Linked DNA regions of Gossypium hirsutum: region 1 is linked to region 2. Evidence: chromatin contacts called from public Hi-C data. All regions are on one chromosome and are shown on one strand. Each heading gives the region's core, a stretch centred on a gene start, on an enhancer-like site or on the middle of the called end of the contact. The rest is flanking DNA. Distances are from core to core; before and after follow the strand shown.

Evidence for each region. Hi-C and Micro-C count contacts between places; a contact is called where the count stands out from the background.
Region 1: a contact with region 2 is called in a Hi-C map of hypocotyl, with 3 times the contacts expected there. The contact joins the promoter of LOC107887116 here to the promoter of LOC107887115 in region 2. A contact is called at or near these places in 2 of 34 Hi-C or Micro-C datasets (hypocotyl and leaf).

What each region holds. Positions count from the first base shown.
Region 1 is chrA03:57,341,507-57,346,759 of Gossypium_hirsutum_v2.1, forward strand. It overlaps LOC107887116 (transcription factor MYB124), which reads right to left and starts at 1,828. Exons shown (of 12, transcript XM_041096261.1): 1 at 1,166-1,828; 2 at 994-1,040; 3 at 831-887; 4 at 663-735; 5 at 259-314; 6 at 1-132. The coding sequence starts at 1,246. LOC107887118 (a long non-coding RNA gene) reads left to right here. Exons shown (of 2, transcript XR_001681006.2): 2 at 1-40.
Region 2 is chrA03:57,193,234-57,199,021 of Gossypium_hirsutum_v2.1, forward strand. LOC107887115 (probable LRR receptor-like serine/threonine-protein kinase At1g14390) reads right to left here and starts at 3,863. Exons shown (of 7, transcript XM_016811260.2): 1 at 2,055-3,863; 2 at 1,838-1,971; 3 at 1,504-1,747; 4 at 1,220-1,413; 5 at 1,088-1,125; 6 at 907-1,018; 7 at 490-819. The coding sequence starts at 3,279. The coding sequence ends at 586.

The DNA of each region.
Region 1 (5,253 bases), core at 578-3,077, 150 kb after region 2:
AACCCATTTTGGAGTAAAATTCTTTTGTTATTAGGATTTATACATGAATTACTATTCTCTTTGGCCAAAGCTTCATATTTGGCTCTCTTCTTGCACAGTGTGGAGAAACGATTTTTAACAGCATTATCAGTTCTGCATTAACCACGTAATCAGTAAAGGTTAATAATCTACAACAGAAAATGGAAAAATGACAGTTGAAAAGAGATCAATTTTCTGCACTAGAGGATTTTTTTCCAAAAAAATCATAGATATATATACCTGCCTGAAACCACCTTTGCTATTTCTGTCCATCTATTGCCAAATATTTTTTGAGCCTGCAAATCACCTTAAGTCATCAGCACATTCAGGATCTACAGAAACACTTATCCAAACTGAAACTAAGTGGCTGTTTTTTGCCCTACTTTTGAAAGACCAAAACTGTGTCAATTAGTTTAAGGTCTGGCCTACCTCTCTATATATTTGTTTTTCCTGTTTGGAAAACTCAAAACCTACTGTACCAGTAACATGCAATAGCCTGATACAACTGATCAATGAAAGTAACATTTCCTCCAAATAAATCATCAGAAGATAAGTTCTTGAAAAATTCATTTCAAGTTTTATTAAAGTAACACTGACCCCATTTAACTTGAATGGAAATGGAGGTTTTAAACTTATTTAATTACCTCACATAAAAGCATATCTTCCTCTGGTGACCATCCTCCTTTCTTGAAATCAGAATTCAAGTATGTGTACCATCTGTGTGTTTGTTGTGACAAAAAAAGACATTAGATTAAAAAGTCAAACAAGACTGAAAGTGATCAAACTTTTGGACTCATCATGGTTTCACCAACCTTCTTCTGCACTGCCTTGTGGTTTTATCCTTGAATTTAGAGGCAATGATCGCCCAGCTGCACTCAAACATTTAAACCAACACAAATCCATTCAATTTCATCCATCATTAAAAAATAACAAACAAACCCTTCAAATGAACGAATGAATGAATAAAAGGCTCACTTTTGAGTTCCATGTAAACTGATTTGTTCTCGAAGTATATCATCTTCCTGCAAACACCCCCCCCCAATATCAAATTAATAAGAACCCCCCAAAACAAAGAATCAATCAATCAAATAATAAACAAAACAGAGGGAACCAAAGAAGAAAATTATTTTAAAAAAGAAAAGAAAACCTCTTGAGCCCACGTCACTATGTGACGCTCCTTCTTCTTGGAATCTTCATTGCCACCATTCTTGTTCTTTGTTTCCTGCATATTCTTTTTCTTCTTTACTCTAATCTCTGTCGCTCTTAGTTGCTGGCCTTCCTTGACGCTCCCTTCCCTTTTATTAAAACCCAAGTGGCATCCTCAAAAAGCCAACCCTTTATTATAAAAAAAAAACCATGAAAAAGGGAACCAATGCTTCCACTTCCCTCTCTTTTATCTTTTTTACTACAAAACTCACTGTTGGGTTCAAACGGAATCCTTATTACTCTCAATAACTCTATGCTTTGTTTCCCCCTTCTACTCCGTTATTCCTCGGATGCTAACCCTTTCTTTTTCCTGTTTATACTTAGAAAATAGAATCACAACGTCTCCACCAATTATATGGTCAATAAAAGCTTGAGCTTTGTGATTCAAATGTACATGTATATACGTAGAATCGAAAAGGGTAGATCTATAATGGATAAAAAGAATTAAAACTTTAAAGAGAAGGGAAATGGAAGAGTGATGGAATGATGAATCTGAAAGAATATATATTTTGGGCTTTTTTCTTTCAAATAAAGAAAGAAACTTTTTGGAAAAATACTCTCTTTCTTGCAAGGGGTTTTTTAGGATTTATTTTGTTGATTTCAAAGAATGGAAAATAAGAGCTAAAAAATATTAATTTAAATCAACGGATTCTTGCTTTAGTGCGCGGGTATGAAGAAGAGTTTGAAAATATTAAAAGAAAAAGAAAATTAAATAAATAAATAAATAACGCCGAATTTCATGACGCTGTTGTGTTGTGTCTTCAATGAATGCCCTGGACACTTACCCCACTCAGCTCCTAAAGCAAACCCTATTTTTACTATTTTCTTATTTTTATAAATTTAATAATTTATCCATTTTCTTTTCTTTTTTTTCCCTGAACTATAATGATTTTAGCGGACATAAAAACTGATGAACCTTCGTATTTCTTCACATCACAGCTCTTCTTCTTTTTTATATATATATTTTCCATTTAAATCTATCGGTTTTCTTATTTTGGAGGGTGAATTTTAGTTTTCAAAATTCAAAACAAGCCCCAGGCGCAACATATTCACGTGAGAGAAACGCGTGTGTTGATTGGATGTAATGCCTGTGTATCAGTCAACGTTGATGGTTTTCATTGGGCAGTGCAACCCACGTGAATTGCTTGCATCATTGGAATTGGGGCTTTTTATTATTGTTTTTGGCTTAATTTTCTGACGCAACAAGTTCTTTTTTATGGCATTTTGTTAGTGTTATTTTTTGTTCTTAAAAATGGGATGCTTTTGCTTTCGTATTCATTCGGATTTTCTCACTTTCCATTTGTTTGGTTGTTTGTTCATGTGAAGCTTATGAATTCCATTTAGATTTTTAGAGGGAAAAATACCAAATCAAAATAGGAAACTTCTCTTTTGGTTATTGGTTTGGATATTTAATGATCCAACACAAACATTGTTTGTCTTTTCTAAAGAAGAAAATGACAATATATATTCCAAATTCAACATTTTTACCTTGAATATTCTATTATTATTTTATTTATTACAAATACCAACTTTAAATTTTTTAACTCATGATTTTGGACATCTTAATGCATTTATATCACTTTTTAAAAAAAATTAGTTTTACATTCTTTCGTAATTTTTTTTATATTTTAACAATTCAATTATCATCTTTTATTAAAGCGGGCAAAACAGACCTGAGCCCAAAAATTCACCTATGCCAATTCAAGCTTATAACGATTAGAATTCGAGGAAATCCAAATCCGAGATAGATCCAACCTAAAACTCGAATTTATGAAAATATATATTTTAAATATTATATAAATATAATTATATTAAAATTTTATAAATAATAACACTAAATTATAAATTAAAATAAATTTTGAAAACATTAATTATGGATATACAATAATTTTTAATGCAATTATTATATGTGTATAATAAATACTCAAAGTTAGTAATTATATAAAAATATGATGATATAATAAATTAATTTAATGTTATGAAAATCAAATTAAGCCTAAACAAACTCACCTACTGAATTTCTTAAACTTTTAGTTAATGAAAATCCATATTATATGTACTTGTTGTACCCATAATAGTTTGAAAAATGAACCCAAAAAAAATCTCTTAAATTAAAATTTCTTGTTAATTTGAGAGATTTTGATGAATACCAACTTGAATTCAAAAACTAATCAAATAATATCACCTTTGGTTTCATTTTTGGTAGGTTCCAAAAGGGAAAGGATTGTATGAAACAGTGACACCACGTCATCTGTATCTCTTTCTAATAGTTTATGCCACATCAGTACTCTTATCCTGAATTTCAGGATTTTATCCTGAAAAAAATCAAATCCAGATTAAAATACTAAAATTCAGGATAAAATCCTGAAATTCAGGATAAGAATACTGATGTGGCATAAAACTATTGGAAAGGGATATAGATGACGTGGCGTCATTGTTTCATACAATCCTTTCTCGGTTCCAAAAATTGTATACTAAGGGTGGGTTTGGGGCAGCGGTGCGTTTAGTTTACTTTTTGTCTCACGCTATAGTATCACTACAGTATCTAATCTCACCGCCACCATTATTTTTACACTAACCGCAGGTAAACGCACCGTCCATCCAAACTCACTCTAAGACAAAATGGGTATATAAGGGCACATGACACGTACAAAATTTAGATATATTTTATTTATATTTTACAATTTTTATAGTTTGTTAGTATTTTTTTATTAATGATCAATTATTATTATTATTATTATATTTTTTATAACAATTTATAATTTTTATAATATTTTGAATTACATCTAAAAAGAAGGAAATAAATAGGTGTCTAGATTCAAATAAACTTAAGTTTATTTGTCTAGGTTCTAACTAGATATACATTTTTAGTATATTTTTATAACTTTTAGGATTTTAGGTTTTTTTAACCGCGTAGTCAAATTGATCAATGACGATTTCTATTAACAAAAGGGTCTAGTTGAATTTTTTTGTCATTGAGGACTCAATTGAGTGCATGTTAACAGCTTAATTGATTTATTTTTATTTTTTTACCGTTAAGCCTAAATATAATAAATATTTTTCAATATTCAAGATGTAATAATAACTATAATTATTCAAATGTAAATTTAATAATAAAATAAATAATAAAAAACCTTTTTTTTTCTTTTTCCAAACTTGAGATAATAATTCAAATAATAAAATTTTATATGGATACCATATAATAATAAAAATTACCTACAATAAAAATAAACAAAAAAAAATATCACATACAAATTCATATACATATTATATAATAATATTAATTATGTTTTTAAAATTCTTATATATTATATAATCATAAACATACAATAAAAAAAGCATTTTTAGTTATGTTATATACAATATTTCTAATAAAATAAAGCATCTATATAAATTTTTTGTTTTACATAAAATGAATTTGTATTGTGATATCATCATGTAAAAATAAAATTAATTATTACATTCAAATAAAATTATAAAACATCATAATTATTTAAATTTGTTTAAACCCACCTGACTAGACCTGAGAGAATTTGAGAAAATCTGAATTCGAAAATTCAAATCCCAAAATGGCTCAAGTCCAAAAAAATTTAAACCCTAATAAATTTGAATCCACAAAAAATTTGAGCCCGAGTTTTTTCGAATCTAAAGACAATTCAATTTGGGCACGCTCAAACTTGCCCGTTTATCACTTCTTTATTTCATGCATAGTTCATATAGATAATGTACATCAAATTTATCGGATTATATATTTTTCTAAGTAATTAATTATAGAAAAGATTAGAGTGAAATTTTATTGAGCGAAATCTGAATGTATACATATTTATACTTAGTTTGAACGTACCCGACATTGGTTGGATGTGTAGGAGGAAAAACATGATTTTCCACTTCCACACACATGATGCATGAACATAGATCAAAATCAAAGTCGCTAAAAACTTTCAGGATGAAGTGACCCAAACCTAACTATATTCAACTGTATTGGTTAAAATTTGAGATTGATTAAGTTGAAATATACTAACACTAAAT
Region 2 (5,788 bases), core at 2,613-5,112:
AGTCCACTAAGCACTGAGCAAAAATAGTAAGGATATCAATTTCTATAAAAATTTCTGCAATATTTCTTTATAAAACAATCTAGGAATATAAAAGATGGTCAGAGATTAGAAAGAAACTTTTTTATATGTTTTCGGTTGTCATGCAAATAAAACTTCACTATTATCTTATTTATAAGAGGCCTCATGTCTCTTCATAAGGACATAACTACCCAAATGAATAGTTATATCTTTAGCAATAAACATAATTATTCAATAGATATCTACTTAAATAATTATGATTATTTGTTAATAACCAAGTTACATAATTTTTAGTTACTTATAATTTTTCATTTGTAATTATTAAAATACTGTATAAAAATCAATTAATGATGGAATGATTTAATAGAATTTGTGACAAACATAATGATGGTAGTTGCACTTGGGATCATGCTACCATGTGGAAACTTGTAATGATGGTGATTTGCCAAAGAATCTCGTGTACTCTAAATACAAGTTGAAATAGTGATAACATTTTATTTTGGCAACATCTGTAAAGTTACAGAAGATAATAAATTATAGTTGCTGAGAACGCAATGAAGTATTACATTACATATGTGTGGCGAGGTTTCCACTACTGGCCCATCCTTCCTGAACTTGAATCGAATATTGCAAATTCCAAAGGACGTCTTCTATCGAGGGGCGTTTGGTTGAATCTTTGGACAGGCAATTTATAGCGAATTCAACTGTGGTCTTCATTGATTCATCTGCAAAAGTGCCTCGTATTGAGGGATCAATCACACCTCTTAACTTCGATGGCCCTTCAGATAAGCACTTTTCCAGCTGCAACCACAACATTGGAAATTTAATTCAGCCTATACTGTTTGGTTTAAATTTGGGTGGAGAAGTAGAACCTATAAACTTGCATACCTCAAGTTTAAGCCCATCCAATTCATTTGAAAATGTGACCAATTTACCGGTAATAACCTGTAGCAGCAGAACTCCCAGTTGATAAATGTCTTCCTTCTCAGCATTTTCATCACTGCAGGAATGGTTTGAGTTAGAGCATTGTGTCAATGGAAATTGAAGGTGGGTGAAAGACATTACCTACCTGCTAAGGCGATTTGAGAGGGGGCTTTCCGAACCCGTCTGTAATTTCATCAATGAAAACCAAGGAACAGATTAAATTTTGGAAAAGCAAAAAGTGTAAATGAAATGTAAATCTGCTTTGTGTTTCCTATACCTTAAGTGGCAATGGGATGTTGTAATTACTAATTTTGGGTGTAAGAGTCTCATCCAACAAAATATTATCAATCTTTAAATCGTTTCCGTAAATCCCAGGCGAAATTCCTGTATGCAGGAATTGAACTCCTCTTGCAGCTCCAATGGTGATTGCCATTCTCTGTGGCCATTTCAGTATCTCCTTCTTTTTCCAATCTGCCAATTCCCAAAGTCAAATCAACGAGTAAATAACATTAATATCCTTTTGCCCTGTTCCTTTAAATTATTTAAGGGGTTTAGGTTTACCAGTAAGATGTTCCCGCAATGATCCGTTGGAAATGTGCTCGAAAACAACGAACACAGTAGTGGCAACATTAGGATGATCCTGGTAAGTTACAATACAGTGTCCCAGAACGCTAACCAAATGACGATGCCTCAGCTTGGACAAAACTTCCATGTGTTGTATCAGATTTTGAGGTGCATGCTTCTGCTTTAGTTTCAAACATTTTACCACCACCAGTGACCCATCTACAAGCCAACCTTTATAGAGCTGTTGCATACATCAATCAAAAGTAACCACTATTCATCTTGAACGTATATCTCTAGGGATTAATGACAATTTAACACAAAATGTATTTACCTGCCCTTGAGATCCTTCCCCCATAAAATTTGATGGGTTAAAGTTGTTGGTTGCATCTTCAATTTCTTCCAAGCTGAAAACGCGATATCGTGGAAGCCCAATTGCAGCTGATCTCATTGTCTGTGGAACTCGCCCTGTGGTGTAGGAAAGAAACCAAATTTTGGTAGGTCGAAATTGAATTAATGATGACAGTATTTACAAAATCAGATGGTCTTACTTGAATCAATGGGTGGTTTGGGAGAGCTACGAACAGACATTTTGTCTACAATGGATCTTTCATCATAATTTGCGTCTTCAGTTGTTCGTGATCTTCGAATAATCACAAACATCAACAAAGCAATAGCTCCTGCAATGGCAACAACGCCTCCAATGATACCGAGTATTAGACCCAAGTTGATCCCAGGCTCCTCCTGCTCCTTGCTTTCCACGGGCTTAACAGCCAATGCTTCTTTGTTGCAAAATGAATAAGGATGTTGGCGATTTGAATTCCCAGTAGACAGACAATTCCATGAACTAATGACTGTTTTGTTTCTGGAGTTTGATCCGATGCATGAAGGGAGTTTCCCTATCAAAAGGTTGTTTGAGATATCTACAAAGGAGAGGTTGTTACTACAACCTGTAGTGGAAGCAAGGGCTCCGCTTAATTGGTTCTGGGCCAAATTAAGATACTGAATTGAAGCCAAGGAGAATAGAAACGATGGGAGTGGTCCCACAAGTCTATTAGAAGAGATGTCCAGCCTCTGGAGCTGATTGAATTTCTTCAGTCCTGAAGGGATCTGGGATCTAAATGAGTTGTTGCTCAACGTGATACTTACAAGACTTTGGCTCAATGAAGGAAACTGAGGTCCAAGGAGGTTGCCACCCAAATTCACAACTTTAAGGAGTGGTAAGCCTGTAAGATCTGGAACGCTCCCATTGAACAGATTATCAGCCAAAACCAGACTTGTTAGATTCTGGAACGATGCAATCTGCTTAGGAATCCTGCCGGAGATGAAATTAGAGGTCATGTTGAGAGCTTGGAGTGAATGAAACCTGTTGATCTTGGGAGGCAAGGGACCCCATAACCCCAGGGACACCAGGGACAATACTCTCAAACTAGAAAACTTGGTGAGGACAGTGAATAATGAATCCATGGAAAACTTGCCGGACAAACCCTGTGGTCCAGAACCTGGTACAACATTCGCTGGAGAGCTCCTGTTTCCAACGATGGTTATCTCCGTCACGCGACTGTTTGCACACACAATCTTGAGAGAAGGAGAATGAGGGAGATAACAGAAGTTGGTCCACTTTGTCCATCCTTGAAGTACCTCAGGGTATTCAAGAAGCTTTTGAACTTGGAAAAGAAGCCTGGTTTCGGTTGAAGTAAGCTGACCTATTGAAACTGGAACAACCATGAATATTGTACAAAGCAATAAACTGAAACCCACCCTGGAAGTCTCCATTCCTGTTGAACTCAAAAAGAAAAAGAAGGGAAGATAAACCTTAAAAAGTAGGAGTAGAAGAAGGAGAAAACATTTCTGGGAAAGGGAGCAATCACATTAACTTGATGCATTCAGTAGCATAATGCACACATCCTTTTAGCGCATAGAGGCCCAGCAGCACCCAATAAATGAAGTTTTCATCTAAAAAAGACAAATATCTGATCTGGGTTTAGCTCACTACTTATTAAAGGTTATAGGATAAAGCTGCTACTTTTACTTTACTACACTTAAATTTGTTGGAAAACGCATTTATTTACAAAGTAGATGAGAAGGTGAATTTAAAGAACGAAAGAAAGAAAATGGTTCAGTCAACTTGAAAATCAGAATCAAAAATCTAAGGTGGGAACTGGGAACTTCACTAGAATAAATAAATATTGGCAATTAAGTAGACCATGCAATGATACTGCCTGGAAATCCTGATACTACGATACAAGATCTATCATATTAAATTGGAGTTAAAGTCAACTTTTGGCTCTCAGTTCAAACACTTCCGTTTGCGGCAACCTCGGCTTCATGTTACGCTAGAACTTTGAGGACCGGAAAGTGATGTACAGTGCGTAAATATTAAAATATTTATATATCCCTTAGTTAACATTTATTAAATATTTTTCAATTTTTTGTTATTTTCAAATTTTATTTTAAATATTTTTAATTTTAATAAAAATTTAATTAATAGTAGCTAAATAAGTCAATAAAACAGCACAAAAAGCAAGGTTGAATCACGTGTGTAAGTTACCAAAATAGTGTCTTTACATCAGTATCCCATAACTAAAAGCAGTGCTATATAAGGAGCCCGCCGGTGGAAGTGTGAGGGGAAAATGACGGGAATGGCCCCCCCCCCCCGGTTTGGCCGTTTTCCTGTGTCACCAATGCCGTTTTGTCGGTGAGATGATTAAAATAAAGGTGAAAAGTTGTCAATTTTTCAAACACGGATTTTAATGATGTATTAGTTTTACCAAATCCCTTAACTTATTATATTATTCTTTTTTGAGGGAATGGTATCCAATTATCCATCCTGTTTTTTTGTTCTTAGCTTACCTGCCTTTCTTCTGCTTTTTCTTTTGTTCAATGCTTAGCTGCCTTCCTTGATTATTATGTTTTTTTATAAAATATTGAGAACTGTGTGTAAATATACGTTTGATATTATATGCGCATATTCAAGATTTATGAAGCAATGGGGCTAGTTGAAGCATGGTAATGTAGTAATTATGTAATAGGGGAAGGGCGGTTTTATATAGCAAGGAATAAAGATGCACATGGAATGCCTTGGAGAAGATGCTTTTTTTTTTTAATCTAGATTAAGAAGAGGGAAGGTAAGTCCTACTTTATTGATGGGATCCTATCATTTATATAGAAGGAAAAAAGTTTTTTTCCATAAATTTTATTCATGTTATTTACTTTCTTAATAGCAGTATTCCAGAACATAGAAAGACTAAGTATCCAATATCTGACTTTTTTTCTTTTTTTAGTTTTTTTGGTAATAAAGATCCGATTGTATGCCAGTATATTTTTTTCTCTAGGTGCCATCAGAATTACTTAGGTTTATCCAATATGTACTACGCATGTTAGTATAATTGTTTTGACTTGTCCGATGATGCATAGTATGTGCCAATATATTTTTTTTGATTTATCCGATGATGTACAGTATAATTGCTTTGGCTTGTCCAACGATGCACAGTGTGTGCCAATAAATTTCTTTCGATTTATTCGATAATATAGTACAATGCTAGATTCAGATGCCAGTTGGTTAATTTGTATATCCGTCTTGAAATCCAAGTAAAGTCAATAGGATTATATAAACATAATTTGACTAGGCTATATGGTAGATTGAAATGAAATATGAATAGATTTGATATAATTGCTCACATATGAATTGTGATATTCAATAGCATGTGAAAGACCATGTAAATTGGCTAGAAATGAGCCCCTGGGGGTGATTGAGTATTTACGAGTCAATAAACTCAAAAATGATTAAATTGATGAGATGAAAATAAATATATAAATCAATGAATGTGAATATATATATAGGAACATATGCTTATAAATGGTGATATGAAATAAGCAAATGAATTGATCACTAAGTCTATGTTACAATTTGGTATACGAATTAGTTGAATAATAGACTTGAATTGATTATTTGTATTTGATAACAATTATGTTATACTGATTTGATTTATAGAAAGATTATTGAGTTTTATCATGCAGCGTGCAATTTATTTTTTCATGCACAAGTTAGGTCTCAAATGAGATCTCGAGCATCAACTTCAGCATCTAGTCAAAATCCCGAACTCGATAATGTTTGTATAAGTCTCTTTTGTTGTTTACAAGCCATGTACCTAGGTTGAGTCAAATTTGGAATATAAAGTTATGCGTCTATGCACTTATGGTTAATGGTTAATATTAGAACTTGGTTAAATATCTAAAGCTTGTAATGGAGTTAAACGTAGTTTGAAATGGTATGAACTGTTGC